Linked DNA regions of Pan troglodytes: all the other regions are linked to region 1. The links are chromatin contacts, called in public HiChIP or PLAC-seq maps. All regions are on one chromosome and are shown on one strand. The core of a region is the stretch at or near the end of the contact, and the rest is flanking DNA. Distances in the headings are between cores, read along the strand shown. Region 1 holds the start of LOC100614312 (microtubule-associated proteins 1A/1B light chain 3B). Region 2 holds the start of RRAGA (Ras related GTP binding A). Region 3 holds the start of HAUS6 (HAUS augmin like complex subunit 6).

Region 1 (3,986 bases), core at 557-3,056:
GCCCCGCAGCCCCGCGCCCTTCAGCCCACCGCGCTCTCGCCCGGCAGCACTGCCCCCTGGTGGGCGCCCGGAGCAGCGCCCGCCCGCTCCTCGGACACCCAGGCCGAGCTGCTCCCAGCCCGCTCCAGACACTACACCCACCGGGCTCCGCTCCCCACGCCCGCATCTCCCAACTGCCAGCCATAGGACCAAGCAGAAGTGCATCCCTGACCTTCCTGTGGTCCCAACGGACAATGGCCAAGACACCACAATCACAATGTGTCTTGCAGGTCATAGCTCCCCTTTCTGATATTTTCAACTCATGGGTATGGCTCCTGCTGGCTTCTTTCACGCTTGCTCTGCACAAAAATACACACACACTCACACGCTCACACGCACACTCCTCAGTACTCCTGACATCCAACCAGGTGCCGTGGACAGAAGAGCCATCATCTGCCCAGCGGTCTGGCAGCCTGGAGACCTTTCCCCTGGCCTAGTGCTCGCTGCCCGTCAGGTATCAGTTTGGACGCCGCATTCCAATCCAGGAAGCCTTCCTCACCAGGGCAAGGTATTCTCACCACACCCCAAAACTCTTTTGCTCTAAGGCAGGGGTCTCCACACCCCAGGCCGCAGACCAGTACTCCTTTGTGGCCTGTTAGGAACCCGGCTGCACAGACGGAGGTGAGCCCCGGGGCGAAGGCAAGCATGACCGCCTGAGCTCCACCTCCTGTCAGATCAGCAGTGGCATTCGATTCTCATAGGAGTGTGAACCCTGTTGTAAACTGCGTATGGGAGGGATCTAGGTTGCATGTTCCTTATGAGAATCTAATGCCTGATGATCTGTCACTGTCTCCCATCATCCCCAGATGGGACCACCTAGTTGCAAGAAAACAAGCTAAGGGCTCCCACTGATTCTACATTATGGTGAGTTGTAATTATTTCATTATATATTACAATGGAATAATTATTATTCTTACATTACAATAATTATTTCATTATACGTTACAATGTAATAATAATAGAAATAAAGTGCACAATAAATGTAATGAGCTTGGACCATCTGAAACCATTCTCCACCTCACACTCCCAGCCCTTTCCAGTCTGTGGAAAAAAGTGTCTTCCATGAAACCGGTCCCTGGTGTCAAAAAGGTTGGAGACCGCTGCTCTACGGATTGATTGGTTGATAAATTGATGCTTGGATTCAGTCTCCCAGGCCCTGGGTTTGTCTCTGGGAATACAAAGATGAGGAGGCCAGGCGGTGCGGGTAGGGAGAGGCCAGACTGGATGGCTTTATCCCACCAGACATCCTAAGATTTGGGAAGAGAACAGGTTTTCTTCCAAGTGAACCCCCAGGCCAGCTTCCTAAAACCTCCTCTTTCCTAGCTCAGCCCACACCCCTCTCCTCCTTAGTGCTGCCTCCCTTCACTGCTTCTCGGGGTATTTTCCACAGCTGGTTGTAGGTAGCGGTACCCCTCCCCGCCTCAGAGGGAGGGCATGAAAAGGTATTACAGGAAATTTCACCAGGGACCATGGGAGAGAAAGAGGAAGCCCTGGGCATGTGTGTGCCAGCACTTGTCAGTGTGCACCTATGTGTGCATGCAAGGTGCGTGCACACACGGGAGGAGTCTAGAGGTTCCACAACGCTATGCGTGCACACACGGGAGGAGTCTAGAGGTTCCACAACGCTAAATCCATTCTGGCGGTTTTAGCTAAAAGTGGGGAGGGGATTCCACATTCCTGGCACATGACAGTGTAGTGCGTGGTTCAAATAACGTTTGCCCAAAATTCACCTTCACCCAGAATCTCAGTATGTGACCTTATTTGGCAATGGGGTCTTTGCAGATGTCATTAGTTAAGATGAGGTCATACCGGATTAGGGTGGGCCCTAAGTTCAATGACTGATGTCTTTATAAGATAAAGGAGAAACTTAGACACAAGGCCACAGGGACACAAGGAAGAAGCCCCATGACAGTGGAAGGAGAGACATGGAGCAGATTCTTGCTCAGAGCCTCCAAAAGGAGCCAACCCCGCCCACACCTTGATTTTCGACTTCTGGCCTCCTGAACCGTGACAGAATAAATTTCTGATGTTTCAAGCCACTAAGTTTTGAGGTGATCTGTTACACAGCCATGGAGACAGGCCCAAAGGCCATGTGAAAGACCAGGAAGAACACACAAAGCTCTGAGAGACTCGAGTGAAGGGGACAAGGGGGAGACGCTCAAAACCAGAAAGACTGGAAAGGAAGGCAGGGACCAGATCGTGGAGGAGACTTCAGATCACACTCAGGGTCTCCAATCAGGTTTGTTTTGTTCTAAGAGCAATGGGAAGGAACTGGTGGGGCCTGAGCAGGAAGGACACTGTCAGATTTCTCTCTAGAAAGACAGCTGTGGCTCCAGCAGGACAGATGGGCAATAGAAGGTGGCACCTTCTCCAGGATAAGGAAAAATGGATGGATTTGAGACATTGGAGAAGTGGAATTAACAGGATTTATTTACTTCTAGATTGGATATGGGTTGGACACAGTGGCTAACACCTATAATTCCAGCACTTTGGGAGGCCAAGGCAGGAGGATCACTTGAGCCAAGGAGTTTGAGACCAGCTTGGGCAACATAAAGAGACAAAATTTAAAAATTAGCCAGGCATGGTGACACGTGACTGTGGTCTCAGTGACTCAGGAGGCTGAGGCAGGAGGGATCCCCTGAGCCCAGGAGAGGGAGGCTGCCTTGAACTATGATTACACCACTGCACCCAGCCTGAGTGACAGAGCAAGACCCTGTCTCAAAATAGATTGGATATAGACAACTGAGAGAGGTGGGGACTGCCTCTGCCAACTGAATGGAAAGTGACACCACTCACTGAGAAAGTGGACAAGGCCCAGATTTAAGAGAGGTATAAGTAAAGGCAAATGTGAGTTGTCTATGGGCATCCAATAGAGATGGCCAGGAAATAATGAGACTTGCAGACCTGTCACTGAGCAAAGAGAGATAGCTCGTGACTCCTCACTATGGCCACAGGCAGTACCAGCATCCAGGACTGTTAAGCAGTAGATGGTTTTGATTACTAGCTGCCATTTACAAAAACCTGAGGATGCTCAAGTCCAGGATATAAAATCACGCAGTATTTGTATATAACCTATACACATTCTCCCCCCGCCCCTTTTTTTTTTTTTTTTTTTTTTTTTTCCCTGAGACAGAGCCTTGCTCTGTCACCCAGGCTGGAGTGCAGTGGCACGATCTCGGTTCATTGCAACCTCCACCTTCTGAGTTCAAGCGATTATCCTGCCTCAGCCTCCCGAGTAGCTGGAACTACAGGCATGCACCACCACGCCAGCCTAATTTTTGTGTTTTTAGTAGAGACGGGGTTTCACCATGTTGGCCAAGCTGGTCTCCAACTCTTGACCTCAAGTGATCCGCCCACCTCCGCCTTCCAAAGTGCTGAGATTACAGGCGCCAGCCACCGCTCCCAGCCCTCCCCTATACTTTAAATCATCTCTACATTAGTTATATGTAAAAGCTATGTAAATAGTTGTTACATTGTACTGCTTCCAGAATGACAAGAAAAAATACTTCTACCGCCCGCGCCGCCCCCAGGAGCCGCGGGGACCCTCGCGCCGTCGCCGCCGCCGCCTGGATCCCCGCACCAGGCCAGCGGAGAAGACCTTCAAGCAGCGCCGCACCTTCCAACAAAGAGTAGATGTCCGACTTATTCAAGAGAAGCATCCAGCCAGAAGCCCGGTGATAACAGAACGATACAAGGGAGAGAAGCAGCTTCCTGTCCTGGATAAAACGAAGTTCCTTGTACCTGACGTTCGAGACGTCAACATGAGTGAGCTCATCAAGATAATTAGAAGGCGCTTACAGCTCAATGCTAATCAAGCCTTCCTCCTGGTGGTGAACGGACATAGCATGGTGAGCGTCTCCACACCAGTCTCAGAGGTGTATGAGAGTGAGAAGGATGAAAATGGATTCCTGTACATGGTCTATGCCTCCCAGGAGACGTTTGGGATG
Region 2 (3,986 bases), core at 717-3,216, 420 kb after region 1:
CAACTTCTCAGAAAGGCCAGCTTCAAGCTCTACTGGGTAGCTGAGTAAATAGCGTCCAATGTTTAAAGACTGGGGAAGCGGGGAGAAAGATGAAAGAAGTAAGCAGCACACACTTCAAAGCCCACTTTTAAGCACACGACATTATGAATATTAAAAATAAAGGATGCAAACAAAAAAGGCAATTCAGCATTTTCCGAAAGAGCATTTGGCAATATTCAACGCATAAGGAGACTGTGCTTGGGGCCATCCACTCTCTCCAGCTTCTCAAAGTGTTTCCGGGCATTGCGAATGTTGATCAGAGTGGCCGCAGAAGGGATCGACGGATCTGACATGACCACCATCACGTACGTATTTGAGGTGAAGATGTCGATGAAAGCAGCGAAGTTGGAATTCCTAACTTCCATGCTCTGGAAGGAAGCGGCCAATTTACTGCAGCTCAGCTTGAACTGTTTGATGATGTTGCTGATCTTCTCAAACCGGTGGACGTCGCGCTGCTCTTTGCACTGGTAGTGGGAAATAACCAAGAATGTAGCTCTTTCGAACAGCAGAACTTCATCGGCCTCAATGATTTGGGCAAAATTCCTGAGGTTCATCTCCAGCTGCTGAACGTTGGGAATCAGCTGGTAGACGATGCTGGACCAGGCTTTGTAGAGCGTCTCATCCCAGATGGACGTTCGAAAACAAGCACACTCCAGCGGGCGAGACAGACGCCTCAGGTCTTCCTCTCGCTCTTTAAAAATCAGGTCACGCTGATCCTCCTGAACCAGATCCATTTTGTGCACCAGGCAGAAGATTTTGGCGTCAGGAGAGTTCTGGAGGATGGCCTCCAGACACGACTGGTAATAATGCATGTCCTTTTCCAGTTCGCGGCTCTCCACGTCAAACACGTAAATCAAAACTTCCACGTTACGGAAGATATTGTCTCGCTGGCTGGTGAAGTAATTTTCCATGAAGGTGTCCTGACCGCCACAGTCCCACAGGTTCAGCACCAGGTTCCCTAGGAATCGGACGTGGGAGTGCTCCACGTCAATGGTGGCCCCCAGGCGCCGGGTGTCGCGAGCAATGTAATTGGCGAAGATTATCGACCTCATGCTGGTCTTCCCCGACCCGCTCTTCCCCATCAGCAGCACCTTTTTCTTCATGGCTGTATTTGGCATCACCCGCCGGGGCACCGCGGACTGGGCCTGAGGGCGCGGCCTACACGCAGCGCCGAGGGAGGGGTCGGGGGCTGCCGGGGACTCGCAGGCCGCGCCTCGCTCCGCTCCGCCGCGCAGCTGGGCAGGCAGGAGAGTCGAGAGCGCGAACCCGGGGCTGGAGAGGCCGCGGACGGGCTGGCTCTTACTCAGATGGGAGCGCCCGCGGCTGTCAGTGGCAACGGCTCGGGAGTTACGCTCGCTTTCCGGAGAGGGAGCCGCTGCGTCCCCGCCACCACCCACTTCCGGCGGCGATCTCGCGAGAGCTCCCTCGCTCCGCCCTCCGTGCCCGACGAGCCTTGAAAAGCCGCTGCTCTAATGAAACCTAACCGGGGCGGCGTGAGCCCTAAGATGGAAGGGAAGCTCGAGGACTTCGGTCTTTTGTTCTGTTGCAGCTGGGTTTGCGGTTGCTAGGGGTACGTGTGTGGTTGGCCGGGGGAAATGCTGCCCTCTCGTGGCCAAAAAAAGCCCCAACCACCACCGCCACCGCAACTGGCTTTAGGAGCGAGGTGTGTCGGGCCGGTTTCCGCAGGGGCAGCCGACTGGTGAAGTGGAGGGAAAGCCTAACTTCCCAGTCCGCTTAGGCCTCCCCAGCTTGCCCGGCCCAGTGAGTACAAGGGCAGGGCAGATGGAGACTGTGCAGGCGCGGAAAGTGAGACTTGTAGACAAGCGATTGCCCGTTGCTGCGCAGCTAGGTAATAGCAAGTCCCTCCTAGGAGACATCCTGGCTTCCAGTGGGTGCTTTTAATTTCTTTCTCACATCTGCTTTTCCGTAATCTCAGACTTTAGAATTTATAATTAGAATTCCAAAGCTCGAGGAAATGATAATGTGGAATCCCATGCATTAGTTCCATCCTCACAGTAACCCTGTGAATTAATAACCCTATTTTCAAGTTAGGGAATCAAAGGTTAGAGAGGTTAAGTCACTTGACCAAGTTACACAGATACTAAATGATGAAATGGAATTTGGTTTTAGACAGTCTTGCTGCGGTCTATTTGCCTAACAATAGGCTACCCTGTGCCCCTCTCAAAGCATAATATAATTCTGCTCTTGGTCTTCAAGTAGTTGAGTGAATCAGTGTCGCCAGTATCGTTCATACAGAATGAATGAGAGTCATCAGGATACTGAAGCCTCTGTATCTACCTTAAAGTCCTTTTTTTTTCTTTTGAGACGGAGTCTCACTCTGTTACCCAGGCTGGAGTGCAGTGGCGCGATCTCAGCTCACTGCAACCTACGCCTCCTGAGTTCAAGCGATTCTCCTGCCTCAGCCCCCCAAATAGCTGGGATTGTGGGCACCTGCCACCACGCCCGGCTAATTTTCGTATTTTTAGTGGAGACGGGGTTTCACTATGTTGGCCAGGCTGGTCTGGAACTCCTGACCTCAAGCCAGCCACCTGCCTCGGCCTCCCAAAGTATGGGATTATAGGCGTGAGCCACCGTGCCTGGCCTAAAGCCCTTATCAAAGTGTATAGTGTACTGTACAAATTCAGGTATTCCATTCTTTCATTTATTCAAAAAATATTTTAATTCCTACTGTTAACGTGTGCAGTAAAAGAAGTTCAAAAATGGCCTTTGCTGTAGTTTATGGAAATCATAGAGTGAAATTCCGTAATGCAATATAGTATGTGGAAAATCTCCTCTCAATGTATTCAATTTCATCTCCTTGGTGATACCTCTTCTGGAGCCTTCTTATCTGATCGCCTTTCACCACCATTCTGGGGTTTCCCTTCCCCGTTCTTTCGAGTTGGGTATTCTTTTTCCTGATTTCACATCTTCTCATTTTTGGCTCATTTGGTGGAACACATGTTCCAATAGTTTCCAGATAAAAAGTATGAGGAGAGTAAAAATTTCAAGACATTGGATGTCTGAAAATTTCTTTGTTTTTACCCTCACACTTGATTGGTTGGACACAATTTTTCCTCAGAGTCTTGGAGGCATTGCTCTGTTGCTCCATCGTCTTTTAGCAGCCAGTAGTCTGATGCCTGCTTCTTGGTTTTGATCTATTCTTTCCTCTCTAAAAACATATTCGAAATTTTCTTATTCTAGTGTTCTGAAACTTAATGATAATTGGCATTGTTGAGCCCAAATTTGCATTGTACTGGACTCTCCAATGTGTCTTTTAATTTGGAAACCATGCCCTTGAATTCTAAACAATGTTCTTGAATTGTTTGATGATGTATTTCCTCTATTCTGTCATGTGAATACTCCTAAGGTCTGGATATCACATTTTATGGAGTCTCCTCTAATGTATTTTTTTTCTTTTTTTTTTGGAAACAGGGTCTCACTCTGTTGCCCATGCTAGAGTGTAGTTGCACGATCTTGGCTCACTGCAACCTCCACCTCCCGGGTTCAAGAGATTCTCCTGCCTCAGCCTTCCAAGTAGCTGAGACTACAGGCCTCCACCACCATGCCTGGCTAAGTTTTATTTTTGTTTTTGTTTTTGTTTTGAGATGGAGTCTTGCTCAGTAGCCTAGGCCGGAGTGCAGTGGCACTATCTCGGCTTACTGCAACCTCCGCCTCCCAGATTCAAGCCATTCTCCTGGCTCAGCCTCCCGAGTAGCTGGTATTACAGATGCCTGCCACCATGCCTGGCTAATTTTTGTATTTTTAGTAGAGAGGGGGTTTCACCATGTTGGCCAGGCTGGTCTCAAACTGCTGGTCTTAAGTGATCTGCCCGCCTCAGCTTCCCAAAGTGCTGGGGTTACAGGCATGCGCCACTGCGCCTGGCCTTCTTTTCTTTTAAAAAATTTTTTTAAATTTATTTTTAGAGACAGGATCTTTCTCTGTCAACC
Region 3 (3,986 bases), core at 559-3,058, 360 kb after region 1:
AAATTATTTCCTGCACGAGATCCAAGAACCTTCTCTTTGGGTCTGGATCAGGACTCTGTTTTTTCCGGCAACAATTTTACAGACTTTGACTCTTTTTGTCGACAGGAGTCAGAGATTTTTTTTTTTTTGTGTGGCTGTTCTTTTGCTTTGAGAAGGGTCTTGCTCTGTCACTAGGCTGAAGTGCAGTCGTGCAATCACAGCTTACTGCAGCCTCAGCCTCCCAGGGCCCACGTGATTTTCCCACCTCAGCCTTCTGAGCAGCTGGACCACAGGCGTGCACCACCAGAACGGAGTCAGAGATCTTACAGATGACCTCCATAATGAAAAGCTATGGGTCATAGCATAAACTTCAAAAGGTGCTTTTAGGCTGGGCACGGTGGCTCATTCCTTGGGAGGTCAAGGTGGGCAGATCGCTTGAGCCCAGGAGTTCGAGCCCAGCCTGGGCAACTTAGTGGCTTTTCTTTCTTTCTTTCTCTCTCTCTCTCCTCTTTTTTTTTTTTTGAGACAGAGTCTCACTTTGTCGCCCAGGCTGGAATGCAGTGGAAGGATCTTGGCTCACTGCAACGTCTGCCTTCCGGGTTCAAGCGATTCTTCTGCCTCAGCCTCCCGAGTAGCTGAGCTGGGATTACAGGCATGCGCTACCACGCCCGGCTAATTTTGTATTTTTAGTAGAGACGGGGTTTCTCCATGTGGGTCAGGCTGGTCTCGAACTCCCCACCTCAGGTGATCCGCCCACCTTGGCCTCCCAAAGTGCTGGGATTATAGGCGTGAGCCACTCTGCCCCGCCTCTCTCTCTTTTATTAAGGTGATTTTAGTGAGGCAGGAGACAATCATTGCCAGAGGTAGCAATGAGACTTAAAAGCAGGTTACCCAATCCACTTCCAGGCCCTGTTGTCAGTGGGGTTTGTGGTAGGCAACAGCTGTCAATTAAGACGACTGGCCGGGTGCGGTGGCTCACGCCTATAATCCCAGCACTTCGGGAGGCCGAGGCGGGCGGATCACGAGGTCAGGAGATCGAGACCATCCTGGCTAACACGGTGAAACCCCGTCTCTACTAAAAATACAAAAAATTAGCCCGGCGTGGTGGTGGGAGCCTGTAGTCCCAGCTACTCGGGAGGCTGAGGCAGGAGAATGGCGCGAACCTGGGAGGCGGAGCTTGCAGTGAGCCGAGATTGCGCCACTGCACTCCAGCCTGGGCGACAGAGCTAGACTCCGTCTCAAAAAAAAAAAAAAAAAAAAAAAAAAAAAAAAAAAAAATAAGAGGACTGCAGGCGGCCAGGCGCAGTGGCTCACGCCTGTAATCCCAGCACTTTGGGAGGCCAAGACCGGCAGATAACCTGAGGTCAGGAGTTCGAGACCAGCCAGCCAAAATGGCGAAACCCCGTCTCCATTAAAAATACAAAAAAATTAGCCGGGCGTGGTGGCGGACACCTGCTAATCCCAGCTACTCGGGAGGCTGAGGCAGGAGAATCGCTTGAACCCGGGAGGCGGAGGTTGCAGTGAGCCGAAATCGCGTCACTGCACCCCAACTTGAGCAACAAGAGCGAAACCCCGTCTCAAAAAAAAAAAAAAAAAAAAAAAAAGGACTGCAGGGGGAGTATAGAGCCAGATTTCATTTAAAGCAGGAAAAGGAACATCCAGCATTTGAGGACATAGATTTCGCTAACGACAGAAATGAGGCTCAGAGATTACGTGGCTTGATTAGAGTCACAGTGAGCATAGCGGAGGATGGAACCAATGCTTTATCTCTACACCGAGGCATAGTGCTCCATTTATGGCTTTTTTGTGACGTAACAACTAGGATACACAAGCAAATGGACCCCACTAACCAAGAATCAGAAACCCAAAGGCCCGAGGATCTGGGCACGACAGCGGTTAAGCAAGCGCAGAGCAAGTCGCTGGCCGCGCAATGCCCCGTGGGTCTTGTAGTTTCTTGGCTGGGCATGGCCGGAAGGGAGGAGAGAAGGACGCATTGCATGGCGGGAGATATAGTCTTTGCCGGAAGTCCCTCCTCCCTCGGACGCCTGGCGGCGCCGGCGCACACTGCTCTTCGTTAAGGGCGGGAGTCTCGGTTTGTGGTGGCTTCGCTTAGGCAGTGGTGGCCGCACTATACCGTTAGAAACTCAGTTTCCCGGAGGTTGTAAGGCCCTTTGAGGCGAAATGGCTCTGGGCGTGAAAGGAGCAGGCGTTGGCAATGGAAGGACCACCGCGACCTCAGGCTGACCGTAGGGAGGGATCTTGAGGGCCCTCCGAGTCCCCTGGGCTTGCTCTTTCTTTCTTTGCAGCCGCCGTGCCTACCGCGAGGATGAGCTCGGCCTCGGTCACCGCTTTCGAGAAGGAGCATCTCTGGATGTATCTGCAGGCGCTCGGCTTCGAGCCAGGCCCGGCAACCATTGCCTGCGGAAAGATCGTGTCGCACACGCACCTCGGAGTGTAAGGAGGCCGGGGCCGGCGGGGCGGGGGAGCCTGAACCGGGGGACGCCGGGGGACTCGCCCTTTTGTACACCCCGGAGGTTGATTAATCAGAATTGGTTGAGCAGTTACTCTGTGCCAGGCATTGGCTCCAAAGTTCCTACTCCCAGTTGCTGCCAGCCTAGGGGCAGAGACAGACAGTAAATAATGCAAGAGTGCCGGAAGCGCTCTGTAGGGGAGTGCAAAAGTCTGCAGATGGGGAGAGTGCAAAACTGGAGGAGCAGCTTAACTCTGCCTATGTGGTGGAGGGGTGGTTTGTGAAGTAGTGGGAGGGATGGCGGGTGGTAGTGGAAGAGCATGGGAACCATATGTACAAAACACCTTTTGGACTCAAGGGAGCCTTTGAAGGTGGTTGTTTAATTTTATAATTTTTAATTTTTTAATTAGTAAGGCATGTTGGAGTTAGCATAAAACAACGGAGAAGGGTATTAAAAACAAATACCCTTTTAAGAAAAGTATGGAAAGTAAAAGCCCCTTCCCTACTTTTTCCACTTCTGTTTTATCAACTTTAGCCAGTATCTCTATTTAATCATTCCCACTGTAGGCCAAGAGGAATTCTTTTCTTTCATATGGAGTCTCGCTCTGTTGCCAGGCTGGAGTGCAGTGGCACGATCTCGGCTCACTGCAACCTCCAACTCCCTGGTTCAAGCGATTCTCCTGCCTCAGCCTCCCGAGTAGCTGGGATTACAGGCACTTGCCACCACGCCCAGCTAATTTTTGTATCTTTAGTAGAGACGGGGTTTCACCATGTTGGCCAGGATGGTCTCGATCTCCTGAGCTCATGATCCACCTGCCTCGGCCTCCCAAAGTGCTGGGATTACAGGCGTGAGCCACCGTGCCCGGCCTCTATTTTTTTAAAGTATTTTTATTTTAGAGATAGTAGCTAACCATGTTGCCCAGGCTGGTCTCAAAATTCCTGGGCTCAAGCAATCCTCCTGCTTCGGTCTTCCAAAGTGCTGGAATTATAGATATGAGCCATTGTTTTTTGTTTTGAGACAGGGTCTCCCACTGTGTCGCCCAGTCTGGAGTGCAGTTGTGCGATCACAGCTCACTGCAGCCTCTAACTCCTGGGCTCAGGCGATCCTCCCACTTCACCCTCCTGAGTAGCTGGGACTACAGGTGCGTGGCACCATGCCTAGGGTCGGCATGTTGCCCAGGCTGGTCTTGAGCTCCTGGCCTCCAGCAATCCCCCCGCCTTGGCCACTCCAAGTGCTGGGATTACAGATGTGAGCCACCGAGCCTGGCCTGTTTTATTTATGTTCATAGTTGTACATATTTTGGGGATATAAAATTTTGATATTTTGATACACTTAAACAATGTATAAGGATCAGATCAGGATAAATGGGATAGCCATCATGTCAAACATTTATCTTTCCTTTGTGTTGGAAACATTTCAGTTCTTTTCTAGCTATTTTAAAATATACAATAAATTATTTTTAACTATAGTTTCACTTATGTACTATTGAACACTAGAACTTATTCCTTCTATCTAACTGTATATTTGTACCCGTTA

What was found. HiChIP or PLAC-seq counts read pairs in DNA pulled down with a chosen protein or histone mark.
Region 2: an H3K4me3 HiChIP or PLAC-seq map of stem cell-derived excitatory neurons shows a contact between it and region 1, with 9 times the contacts expected there. The contact joins the promoter of RRAGA here to the promoter of LOC100614312 in region 1. A contact is called at or near these places in 1 of 7 Hi-C or Micro-C datasets (stem cell-derived neural progenitor cells) and 1 of 1 datasets of contacts at active chromatin or transcription factors (stem cell-derived excitatory neurons).
Region 3: a contact with region 1 is called in an H3K4me3 HiChIP or PLAC-seq map of stem cell-derived excitatory neurons, with 7 times the contacts expected there. The contact joins the promoter of HAUS6 here to the promoter of LOC100614312 in region 1. A contact is called at or near these places in 1 of 7 Hi-C or Micro-C datasets (induced pluripotent stem cells) and 1 of 1 datasets of contacts at active chromatin or transcription factors (stem cell-derived excitatory neurons).

What each region holds. Positions count from the first base shown.
Region 1 is chr11:96,437,797-96,441,782 of NHGRI_mPanTro3-v2.0_pri, forward strand. It overlaps LOC100614312 (microtubule-associated proteins 1A/1B light chain 3B), which reads left to right and starts at 1,807. Exons shown (of 2, transcript XM_063787347.1): 1 at 1,807-1,857; 2 at 3,528-3,986. The coding sequence starts at 1,807.
Region 2 is chr11:96,853,483-96,857,468 of NHGRI_mPanTro3-v2.0_pri, forward strand. RRAGA (Ras related GTP binding A) reads right to left here and starts at 1,967. Exons shown (of 1, transcript XM_528488.8): 1 at 1-1,967. The coding sequence starts at 1,157. The coding sequence ends at 216.
Region 3 is chr11:96,798,769-96,802,754 of NHGRI_mPanTro3-v2.0_pri, forward strand. HAUS6 (HAUS augmin like complex subunit 6) reads left to right here and starts at 1,809. Exons shown (of 17, transcript XM_009456365.4): 1 at 1,809-2,433. The coding sequence starts at 2,306.